2 separate regions of the Bombyx mori genome follow, and region 1 is linked to region 2. Evidence: chromatin contacts called from public Hi-C data. All regions are on one chromosome and are shown on one strand. Each heading gives the region's core, a stretch centred on a gene start, on an enhancer-like site or on the middle of the called end of the contact. The rest is flanking DNA. Distances are from core to core; before and after follow the strand shown.

Region 1 (5,491 bases), core at 2,938-5,437, 89 kb after region 2:
CGAGGCCCAAGATCCCAGCTGGTGCACAGTTATCCCGGCAGCTGCGCTCCGCATCTGCGTCGTTTTTGTAGGCACGCGTCTCTCCTTGCCGATTTGCATGTGTTCTCGCGATGTGACACGTGCCTGCCGATGACACGCAAAAACGGTGCGGCGTTTATATGTTTAGCATTCTTTGTCCTTGGGCAAACAGTTTAGGATCCAATTTAGGAATAACTGTCTTGCGTATTTGATTTCAATGTTATGGTATAAGTGTTTTATGTTCAACGGACCCAAGTAGGGATTTTTGATTGTATTATGGGTGTCAAAAACACGTAGGAGACTGTTTTACTGGTGGTAGGGCCTCTTGTGAGTCCGGGCGGGTAGTTACCACCACCCTGCCTATTTCTGCCGTGAAGCAGTAATGCGTTTCGGTATGAAGGGTAGGGCAGCCGTTGTAACTATACTTGAGACCTTAGAACTTATATCTCAAGGCGGGTGGCGCATTTACGTTGTAGATGTCTATGGGCTCCAGTAACAACTTAACACCAGATGGGTTGTGAGATCGTCCACCCATCTAAGCAATAAAAAAAACAAATATACCCAAATTCACGAATTTCAAATTTATTTCACTGCGCTGTGGATGAATTCTGGTCCGGCGGTGGGATGTGCGATGGTACAAAGGAGATGGAGGATCTCAGATCGTTGGAAGTGTGAACATGCTCCGCCGAGCTGCATGAGTTCAACCTTCTAGTTCATCTGTCGGCGCGGAGAAGCGCGTGCGCAGAATTACACGGACCCGCACGCATCTGTCAGGTAACTCGACACCATCCATACCAACTACCACACAAAAATACTCGACGGATTCAAAATTACACTTTAAAACTAGTTAAACAGCACTTATATTCCTCTGGAAACATTTATTTCTGAGACTTCATAAGTTAAACCCAATTTTCAGTTTTACCTGAACGCGTTAAAGGTGGTTTTCGTGTAAGCTTTGCCTAGTGATTTGACGGATAAGACATGTGTTAGTTTCGCGAAGGTTCACCAGATGTCGCCGGGTAGACTACATGTCGTGAGTTAAGTAAGTTTATGAGGTTTTTTTTTTAAATCGTGTAGCGGTTTATTCGATTTTGTTATTTTAAATACGACATTGTTATTAAATCGGAACTACATAAAGTGTTTTTTTTTATTTGTCATTCCTAATAACATTTTCATATTTCTATTAGACGATAAATGATTGTGTGTTGTAGTGGCAGCTATCATGGAATAGAAAAAAATCCGGGAAAAGCTTGACTGCAGTGCCAGCCAAGCTTTGCAGCCAGTTACCGCAACAACAGCAGTCCAACCGATCTACCTACACAGACATAATGTAGGTACACTCGATGGAAGAGTTCCCATCGGCGGTAACTGTGGGCTCAAAACACACCCTATTACAATTACTCTGACCCCAATGGTTTTCTGGAAGAGATTGACAACGATAAGATCGCTCATAGTACGGACTTTTGTGTCCGCATCAAGTTTGTAACATTATTTTCTTTTGCTCCCAAATCATAAATTATTTAGTGTATTTGAAGTCCTCGTGGCCTAAGGGATAAGACGTCCGGTGCATTTGTATGTAACGATGCAAAGATGTTCGAATCTCAGGCGGGTACCAATTTTTCTAATGAAATACGTACTCGACAAATGTTCACGATTGACTTCCACGGTGGAGGAATAACATCGTGTAATAAAAGTGAAGCCCGCAAAATTATAATTTGCGTAATTACTGGTGGTAGGACCTCTTGTGAGTCCGCGCGGGTAGGTACCACCGCCCTGCCTATTTCTGCCGTGAAGCAGTAATGCGTTTCGGTTTGAAGGGTGGGGCAGCCGTTGTAACTATACTTGAGACCTTAGAACTTATATCTCAAGGTGGGTGGCGCATTTACGTCGTAGATGTCTATGGGTTCCATTAACCACTTAACACCAGGTGGGCTGTGAACTCGTCCACCCATCTAAGCAATAAAAATAAAATAAAATCAAAGTATATTGTAAGCATAGGAACGCGTCAATTGACCTGAGCGGAGCGCTGGTCGCACCGGACCTTCATTCGATTACGATTACTCACATGCAACAGAAATCTCAGTAACGTTTACGGATCTTGTGTGAGCAGTAATTGGCGGTACTGTTATCTCCGCCCACACTGCAACAGGCCAGACAAGTGGCATGGGCGCCAACATATGAACACTTATGAAGCTTTGGGTGTACCGGTTGAATTGAGTTGATAGTAAAAGTTTTTGTGGCCTTAAGGATAAGACGCCCGGCGTCACAATGTCAATGCTAATCCCTCAGTAGTTTAGTAGGTCATTTTGAGAACTCGCATGGTTAGATACCATCAGTCTGTATATTTGTATAGCGTCACAGTTATGGGGTTTGAGAGATGGTACATCCGTTTTAAGTGATAGTTGGACTTCATGTCTCAAAGCGGGTGGTGACACTGACTTTGTGATGTCTTTAGGATCCGAATACCATGAATGTTAGATGGTTCGAGAGCACAACTGCTTACTAAAAAGCAATATTTTTTTGGTGTACTCCCGGTTGCTAACGTTACATAGACCCGGTTAGTAGTGGTCATTGTTGAATGCATTGGCGTCACGTCGGTTGCTCAGAAACCTATGTGAGGCCTCCATGCAGCTCGACCAAAATATTTCATTTCAATTTACCATTTGTTGACCTCTCGTTTAAGCACATCCATAAAAAAGTAACAAATTTCTAAAGAGTAAGAGCGCGTTAGATGTTAGCCGCCTCGCTAATCCGTTGTTACATTAATTAGCGCTGTGTTACATACAATACGCCTGCGCTAATTCGCAAATTCTCAGTGAGCAGTTGTCTTGCCTCAGGCGAAAATAAAGTATTCCACGACACGACACGACACGACACGCAAGACATTGCTACATCGATAACCGTACTCGTCGAACTCGACAAAGAGGTCGACGTGCAACCTAACCCATGCATTAGACCGCTGAGTTTCTCGCCGGATCTTCTCAGCGGGCCGCGATTCCGATCCGGTAGTAGATTCATTCGCGAAGCAGTTGCTCTTGAGTTGTTAGGTCTCCTTCTTAGGAGGCGCTCGGGCAGCTGTTAGCAAATCCCACCCCTCCTGGCTGAGCCTTTGCTCGCCCACCTGTCCTGGTGAAACTGGAAAGGCATCCGGGACACCAGTAAACTTTTAATCATAAAAGAAACTTTGGTACACATCAGATGAGTCGCCTCTTTGTCCTGGTTGAAAATACAATACCTTTTTTAAATAAATAATTGATATAACATAATTCAATTAGACGCTAATAGATTTGCGAGAAGCGTGAATCCGGCGCCAGGGGGAGGGTGCCGAGATTCAGATGTGGGGGGAGGAATGGTACAGGGTTGTCGATTGTTTGTTTTTTATTTAGGTTATTGGATTTATAGATTGTGCTCACGTGATGTCATAGAATTGTTCATATTGAGGCCAGTAGAGAAGCGCTTAGGTATGTAGCAACGTTTCATTATTTCGTTATTTGTATGCTTGTTCAATCGATTGTTTGTAAGCCACCTAATCGACGAAAGAAGAAGCAGTTTATAAAACATATTCAGATGTAAAAGTCGTATCTGTTTAACGAAGGTCAGAAGTTTACGAACGTTTATGATGCAATCAAGAATCCTTTACGATCTAGTTATAGGTTTGGTTTGTGCATCTTTTATCAGATTAATGGTCTAACTTCTAATTAAAGTTTCTGTTATGGAATCGTGAACGTGCGACGGGTGACGCGCGTGTATGTCATACAAAAGAGGAAAATCTCTAAGCAGCGCGACCCACGACGCAGACCGGGCAGTTTTCACTAGCACGTAATATTGTTACATATTGTAAGTATATAGATATCTAGAGGACGCGTATTTATTAGGGTTTAACAGGGGTCGCTGACACAACAACGCGTGCTACGTACCAAAACTCATCTAAGACATTAGGCCCAAGTCTCAGATGAACGATGCCTCATTAATTCTAAATCGCATAGCTTATCCACAGTCAGGAACAAAGTTCATCTAAAAAATAGCCTTATTAAGCCATATTGTATGTCATAGTATATTAAAATAGATAAGCAAGCATTGACATGCGCAGTAGGTATATGATAAGTCAACGAATTGAAGCAGCCAGCCCTACAAGAGAGGAAGCGGAGTAGAGGGGAGGGAGGAGATGCGTCGAGACGTCGTCTGCGCATCCCGTCCCGCGAACACTTTGATCTGTCCATAAACAACGAAACGTATAGACAGGAAGTTGATAAATATGTCGGAGATTTGTGATTTCGCAGGAGTTGTCACTTCTTTAATCTATTAGGTTTATTAAAAATTTTGAGATTTATAACTTTGTAAGTAAATTGTGTTATGTTTTAGGAAATAGTCGACGCAGCATGTCAACGCCCTCCTCTCTCGCGGTGGCCGCAGGTTCTAGATTATGAACACAGCACGGTCTATTCATTTCTGAGTCATTAGCTTATCATTCGTGAACAATGTGCATATATTTACACACGCACTTACTGCCAGCGTGTGCAGATGACATCGAAATGTCACAAGAAGATGATACAGAGTTATATATTATCTAACATAGATCGCAATTAGGTTTGAAGCGCGCTTAGGCCCTGGCTCGATAGTCGGCAATAGATAAATTCCCCGGACGCCTCTACGGCATTGGCAAGTCTGCAGACAATAAGTCTGTTGGGGGGCCGCGTCATAGTTTATTTGCAAACATACCGCAGCTGAGAGCCGAACTAAGCGAACTCGTATCGATACAGATTTAGCACGTGTCGCTAATGCGGACGATTGACAGAGAATGCGCCGCGACGTCACTCGGGAACTATTTGCGATTTCCAGTGCAGACACAACGGTCTGCGATGGCGAGGTTTTTTTTTTATCGCTTAGATGGATGGACGAGCTCACAGTCCACATGGTGTTAAGTGGTTACTGGAGCCCATAGACATCTACAACGTAAATGTGTCATCCACCTTGAGATATAAGTTCTAAGCTCTCAAGTATAGTTACAACGGCTGCCCCATAGAGATTGTAGACATGAGGTCAAAGTCATTGTTTTGCGTGACGAGCTACCCAACTCTCCTAACCGGAACGTATACCTAGAAGACGGCTATTTGGACAATATTATACGCGATAAAAAGTTTTCTTCCCAGGAAGCAGTACAAAATGCTTTCACATAGCTTGTAGAATCTAGATCACCAGAGTTATATCGCAAAGGCATAAATTACCTTCCTATTAAATGGCAGCAATGTATAGATGATAATGGTAGATATTTTGATTAAATAAATATCTTAAATGAAAAAAAAACAATTTCTATTTTCAGTACAAATCGGCAATTTCATACTTTAACCCCTAATACCTAAATTCAATTTGGGCTTTGAGTTTTATAGCGTGGTTCCGTCATGGTGAAAGTCAATCGTGAAAATGTGTTAAATATGTATTAATTTTAATTAGATCAGAGCTGCCCGCGGTACGT
Region 2 (5,549 bases), core at 2,256-4,755:
AGGCCTGCTCGACCGCAGCGCCCGCAGCCGCAGCCCCAACCGCAGCCGCGTATCAACGTCACTTTCCCGACGTTTAAGTGCGAGCCCGAGTACTCTCAGTACTACTGTCTTAATGGTGGAGTCTGCTTTACCGTTGTGATATCGGAGAGCCCGATTTATAACTGTGAGTGTCAAAGCGGGTATGTGGGCCCGCGGTGCGAGTTCAAGGACCTGGACAACTCGTATGTGTTGAGCGGCCGACAGCTGATGATGGAGACTGCGTCCATCGCGGGCGGTGCGACAGTGGCGGTCTTCCTGGCAATCCTTGTGTGTCTCGGAGCGTGGGTGCGGCTGCAGCGCCGCGACAAGTCTCCTGCGGCTGCGGAGCGCGGACAGGTGACGTTAGTGGCAGTGGCTGGTCCTGGCGGTCGCGTTTCGCACCAGCCGCACTAGTCGCCCTGTAGATTACCTAGTGATAAGATATGTGCTCAGAACTGAGGATGTAAAAATTTATGTGATAATTATTTTACGAAGCTTATAATTTATTATGAAGAAATTTCTTTTGTATATACGGACTGCCCGGTTCCATCGCAAAGTCGTAAATTTCAGTCTCCCATAGTGTAAATTTGTGAAATGTGACCAGTGGTTGGATCAGTGTATCAGATATGTGCAAAGATGACTGCATAGCTGCTCGCTTCAAATAGATCTGTTATGATATTGTGTTGTTGTTTGTGATGTATATCTCTATACTCGAGAAAAGCTTTCTGGTGTAAAAAAGTTAATGTTAACCATCTGTACATGTATGATGAGAACTGTTAACCCAATCATTGATTTCTTTAAGTCAGAAAGGTGTTTGCCAGCTGAGATTCCAGTGGCTCTCAGCTTTGCATTCTTGTTATTTGTTACAGTCCCAGAATGGGACCATGCGGGGCAGCTCCAAATTACTTTCACTATGCTTCAAGAACACAAATCAAAAGTTGATTGAATATTAGGTCTGGTATATACACAGAAAAATAATAAAGTAATGAAATGTGTACAGATAATATGGGACGGCAAGTAGTGCGATGGTTCCTAGCTGAAGGGCCGAGTGCCCGCACATTCCATCTCACTGATAGTTATGTTACTGGTGTCAGTATTATTTTGTAATGCGAGTCTTGAGCTGGCAACTTTAATTTGTAATTTATACCTGTTTATCCTGCGAGGATAGTGCTGTATTATATTTGTTTAAAGTCTGAGAATGTGCCGTCATGAGGAAGGCTTCTTTTTGTAAATATAGCCCATGTAGGTATTTATTAGATATTTATGAAGGTTTATTTATTGACTGCTTTATTTAGTTAATATCCATTGACCGAAAGGTCACAGGAGTGCCCAACTAATAGATGAGTGGTTCTCTTGTAATCTCCTGCTGTGTGACCTCTCGTCTATTCAAAATTTTGTGAATCTCAATTATTCTTTGTTTTTGAACATTCACATAACATTGGATGGTGTAAAAAGTTCCTCTGCGGTGTGAGCTGTCCTAAATTAATTTTCTCTCTGTTTGCATAGCCGCTACATTTATTGAACAGTTTCTATTAAATAAATCACTAATTTATTTATTATGTAAAAAAATGTAAATAATATTGTATGTTCCAGAGTAATCATTGTGACTGAAGTTATCTTGAATAAATTATAATAATATAATAGAAACTGTAAAATGTGTGGTGGCATGTTGTTGTGTTGCTCTCTGTTACTTGTACAGACCGCTCATCCCCGAGAGGTGCAAACAAAAAAATAGTAAATGTTGTAACAAGTTGTGAGTTGACAAACAATCGTTTAGATGTTGATAGCAAATGCACAGTTTTATTTTCGACCTGCCGTACCTCATGTGTGGGAATTTAATTAATTGACGTTTGTAATGTGCAGTAGCCGTTGTTGCGAACGTCTGACAAGTTAACTCACTGCTGCTGGTTGGAACGCGCGTACCGGGCGCACTACGTGTATTGCGCTGTGGATAACGATTCCCCTGAGATTGTTTATATGAACATTCCAAAGTATTTGTATATTACCTACAACGCTAATAATTTCGAAGTATCTGTTAAGACGCTACATTGTTAATTATACAGTTTTCTATTGATCATTAAATTTGTTAAAAGAAAATTATACGAAACTAAATCCTTAAAAATTTCTTTCATTGTTCAATCCATCTTCGTATGTTATTGTTGGTTTTGTATATGCGAAGGGTAGCCGCTCGTGTTCGCTGGTAGCGGCCGCACCTAACGCTAATTGTTATAATCTTGAACTAGTTTGAATTCGAGCGATATCAAGCAATACCGAGCAAGACCCTGATAATATCGTAAGGTAATTGTACCAGCGGCGCTGCTCCTCGACGGGTTGTGCAACCGTCTGAAGAGCGGTAGCGGGCCAGGGCATAGTGGCGAGAGTCTCCCACTTTTTGTAAAGTTTTTCATACACTTGTACAATCGACACCTGCTTGATATAATCGTCCGGCGGCGCATGAGTACGGCGCGCTGTGAAATCGAGTAATTCTCCGCAACGCTCGAAGGAGACCGCCGACGGGACGCTGCGAGAAAAGGAAGGTTTTGTTTCATCACGTTTAAAAATTCGGAAAAAAGAATACGTGACCCGATTCGTGCGCCATAAAGGGCTCGTTGGAAGGTTCGTCCGAGAGCCGGCGGTCCATTGAGTGCCTCTGGGAGCATAATTTTTATGAATAGCTGCGGGGACCGGTCCGCCACCGGCGACGCCGTGCATAGAGTTCATTGAATGAGAGCCCGTTCGTTTGTTGACATTCCCCGAAAACCTGCCCCGGCCCGGAATAGCCGCGTATCACGAGCCCCCGATGGATGGACAACGACCGAAATAGACGCCGCTCCCAACAGATTAAATGCCGTTTTCGGCGTTCAATACCATCGGCCTATTTTTTGTTTTGAAAACTTAAAGACTTCTTGCAACTCGGCCACTGAGACAGGCTACAGTTCGAATTGTTGATGTTTGCCTCAATTCTGATTGTTAGCCCACGTTTTAAAATTTAAACGAAAGTAATTTTATAAAGCCTAAATAGTGCTTCTTAGTTGTAATAATAAGAACAAGTGATTGCTTAGAACAGGTTAGCTTGAGCATGTCAGCACTAACAATCGAATCTTAATAAAACGATATAGATAAAGGATAAATGTGTTGCGGAGTACTTGTTGAAGTAACGACATGCCCGCGCATAAATTTTTAAGACAAAATGCAATAATGCAGGTAAAGGATTAATATAATATAAGTTATAAAAATATAACGAAACAAATAATTAGTATTGTGGAGTATCTAGAGTAGCGTGTCGCGCTATTTTCTCTCTGATTCTATGCATTTAACGTGAACCATAGTAAATTAAACAAAGCCAGACGGCGGACGTCTGCTAAACGCTGAATGAAAACATTAATCCGAAGCAAAGCGAGACAATCGTCGAATATATCCACTAGGCTGACGGTTGTATTGTGACCAGCGCAGCATGACCTGTCGCGCCTCCCCCGAGCTGCACATGTACAGAGGAGCGCGGGAGGCGGGCGGGCAGCTTGCCGGTCTCACGGCTGGTGGTGCGGGAGACGGTGCGTCGCTCTGCCCACGCCGAGTTCGTTTATGGCCAGCGGGCCGGTGGGCAATGCTGCCAATTAACGTGCCTACGTGCTCCGGCCCACTTATCATTTACCTTGCCTCGCGAAAATCTTCCTGCGACATGTAAGGTACCGTGTCTCGACGTCGCCGTATTTGATTTTCTTTTTGCAACTGTCATTGACCATTCAACATCCAAATAGAATAGTTTCAATCAAACTCATTAATCAATTCCGCGCTTTACACCGTAGTTATCCCTAGATAATTATAACGATCTATACTTAGATCTTTTTTGTTTTTCCTACCTAAGCTGATGGTCTAGAGAGACCATGTCAGCGTCACCAGGCTAGTAGGTGAGCTCACGGGGCTCACACCTAACGATGTTGCTAACACGAACCCTAGCAAGAGCCGTGCTTCGCAGAATCTACCACCGGATCGGAAATGCGACCGACTGAGAAGATTCGGCGAGAAACTCAATGGGCTGTGTCTGTGGGTTAATTTACTCGTCGAGCCCTTCGTCGCAAGCGACGGGTTCGACGAGAACGATGACCGGTGCTTGGTGTACCTAAACCCGAGATGACGTGTTTTGGGCGACGTCGACTATTTACCATTTGGTCCGCAGGATTGGCAATGTAGTTACCCGCGGCCACGATGAGAGGGTTCTCGTGTCGTGCCGCTTTATCGAAATGGAGTACTTAGATCATCTTCCCATACGTCTGCGCAGAGACAACAACGCAATTTATTTTGCATCATGACATGCAACGTATTATTTTGCTTACTTACGTTCTATGAAGGTATATGATGAGACCGGATACAATAAGATACGGGCTCATCCCACCAGGAACGGTATGATGACCGGTGCTCGGAAGTGAAAAATCTTGTATTAGAAAACAGAACTCAAAGTGTTGAGACATTATTTACATTTGAGTAGACTGAAATCTGTGATACGAGTATTACATATTGTGGAAACCTAAATAGATATCACAATCTAATAAACTTAATTAACTATAATTATCATCTGTTTCGATTCCAGAATTGGTTACTTCGCATTGAATTATTATAATTTAAACATATTTTTCCGTTAATTTTGAGAAATATATCTACTGCGTTGTGTCCACATCCCACGACAGCTACATTATGTCAATTATTTATATATAACGCGCTTATTGATTGCTCCTAATTAGTGCCTTATTTGATTTCGACATTAGGATCATCGTCCGTAGGCAGCAAGCAAGCATTATGCAATTTTAATAACCATACTCAAGACAATTTTACTTAAATTATTTAAAAGAATCTTCTTCGTATGGATTATGTAATTTTATGTAAGTGTATTTGGCTTTAATTTATTTATTTATTCACATAACGAGTGTTACAATAAAACAGATGAAGCCATTTTATCTTGATATTCAATCGTTCTAAACATTCATTGTTCTACTGTGCTCGATGTATCACTTGTAAGCCCGGTAAATTATTGTGTTAGCACACTGCTTATATAATTAAATTTAATTTATTTAAGAAATTCTTGATTTATTTTTTAAATATGAAGTTCTGTTTGTAATTAATTGGGATAAAATTATGTTTGGTACGGAATAAACATGTAAGTTGTCTTGTAATTGAGGGTTGATCGCTTCCTGTAGACATTCGCACCCGGGCGACAATAAGCGGAGCACTTACATACACCAGTTCGCTTGTTGCTGTCACAGCCTGGAACATATTGACTTGTGGTGCCCAACACATTGTCTACGTCATAATAGAAACCAGCGCACGTAGGTACGTAAGCGTGTACGTCCGTGTATCGGTCTTAAAATTAATGCTCATAAAATTATATCAGTTTCGTTGTAACGGAAGTCCGATGATTTCTCTATAACGACCATAAGTTTTAGTAGTCGCGATTAATAAGGCGGGTAGGTAATGTCTGTTGTACTGCACGCAATGTGGGTTATGTGGGCTGCCTTGCATCTTGTATTATTTGAATC

The links. Hi-C and Micro-C count contacts between places; a contact is called where the count stands out from the background.
Region 1: a contact with region 2 is called in a Hi-C map of whole pupa, with 2.4 times the contacts expected there. The contact joins two enhancer-like sites. A contact is called at or near these places in 2 of 7 Hi-C or Micro-C datasets (both in whole pupa).

What each region holds. Positions count from the first base shown.
Region 1 is chr19:315,359-320,849 of ASM3026992v2, forward strand. The region is part of intron 6 of LOC101737057 (protein prickle); the gene reads right to left. Among protein-coding and RNA genes, the nearest start is that of LOC101745668, 27 kb to the left of the region's middle. Within about 2 kb of position 4,188, at least 6 of the 8 cell types and tissues checked have open chromatin away from gene starts, as enhancers often do.
Region 2 is chr19:227,291-232,839 of ASM3026992v2, forward strand. LOC101745956 (pro-epidermal growth factor) reads left to right here. Exons shown (of 1, transcript XM_004926152.4): 1 at 1-2,140. The coding sequence ends at 432. Among protein-coding and RNA genes, the nearest start is that of LOC101745956, 3.7 kb to the left of the region's middle. Within about 2 kb of position 3,506, at least 8 of the 8 cell types and tissues checked have open chromatin away from gene starts, as enhancers often do.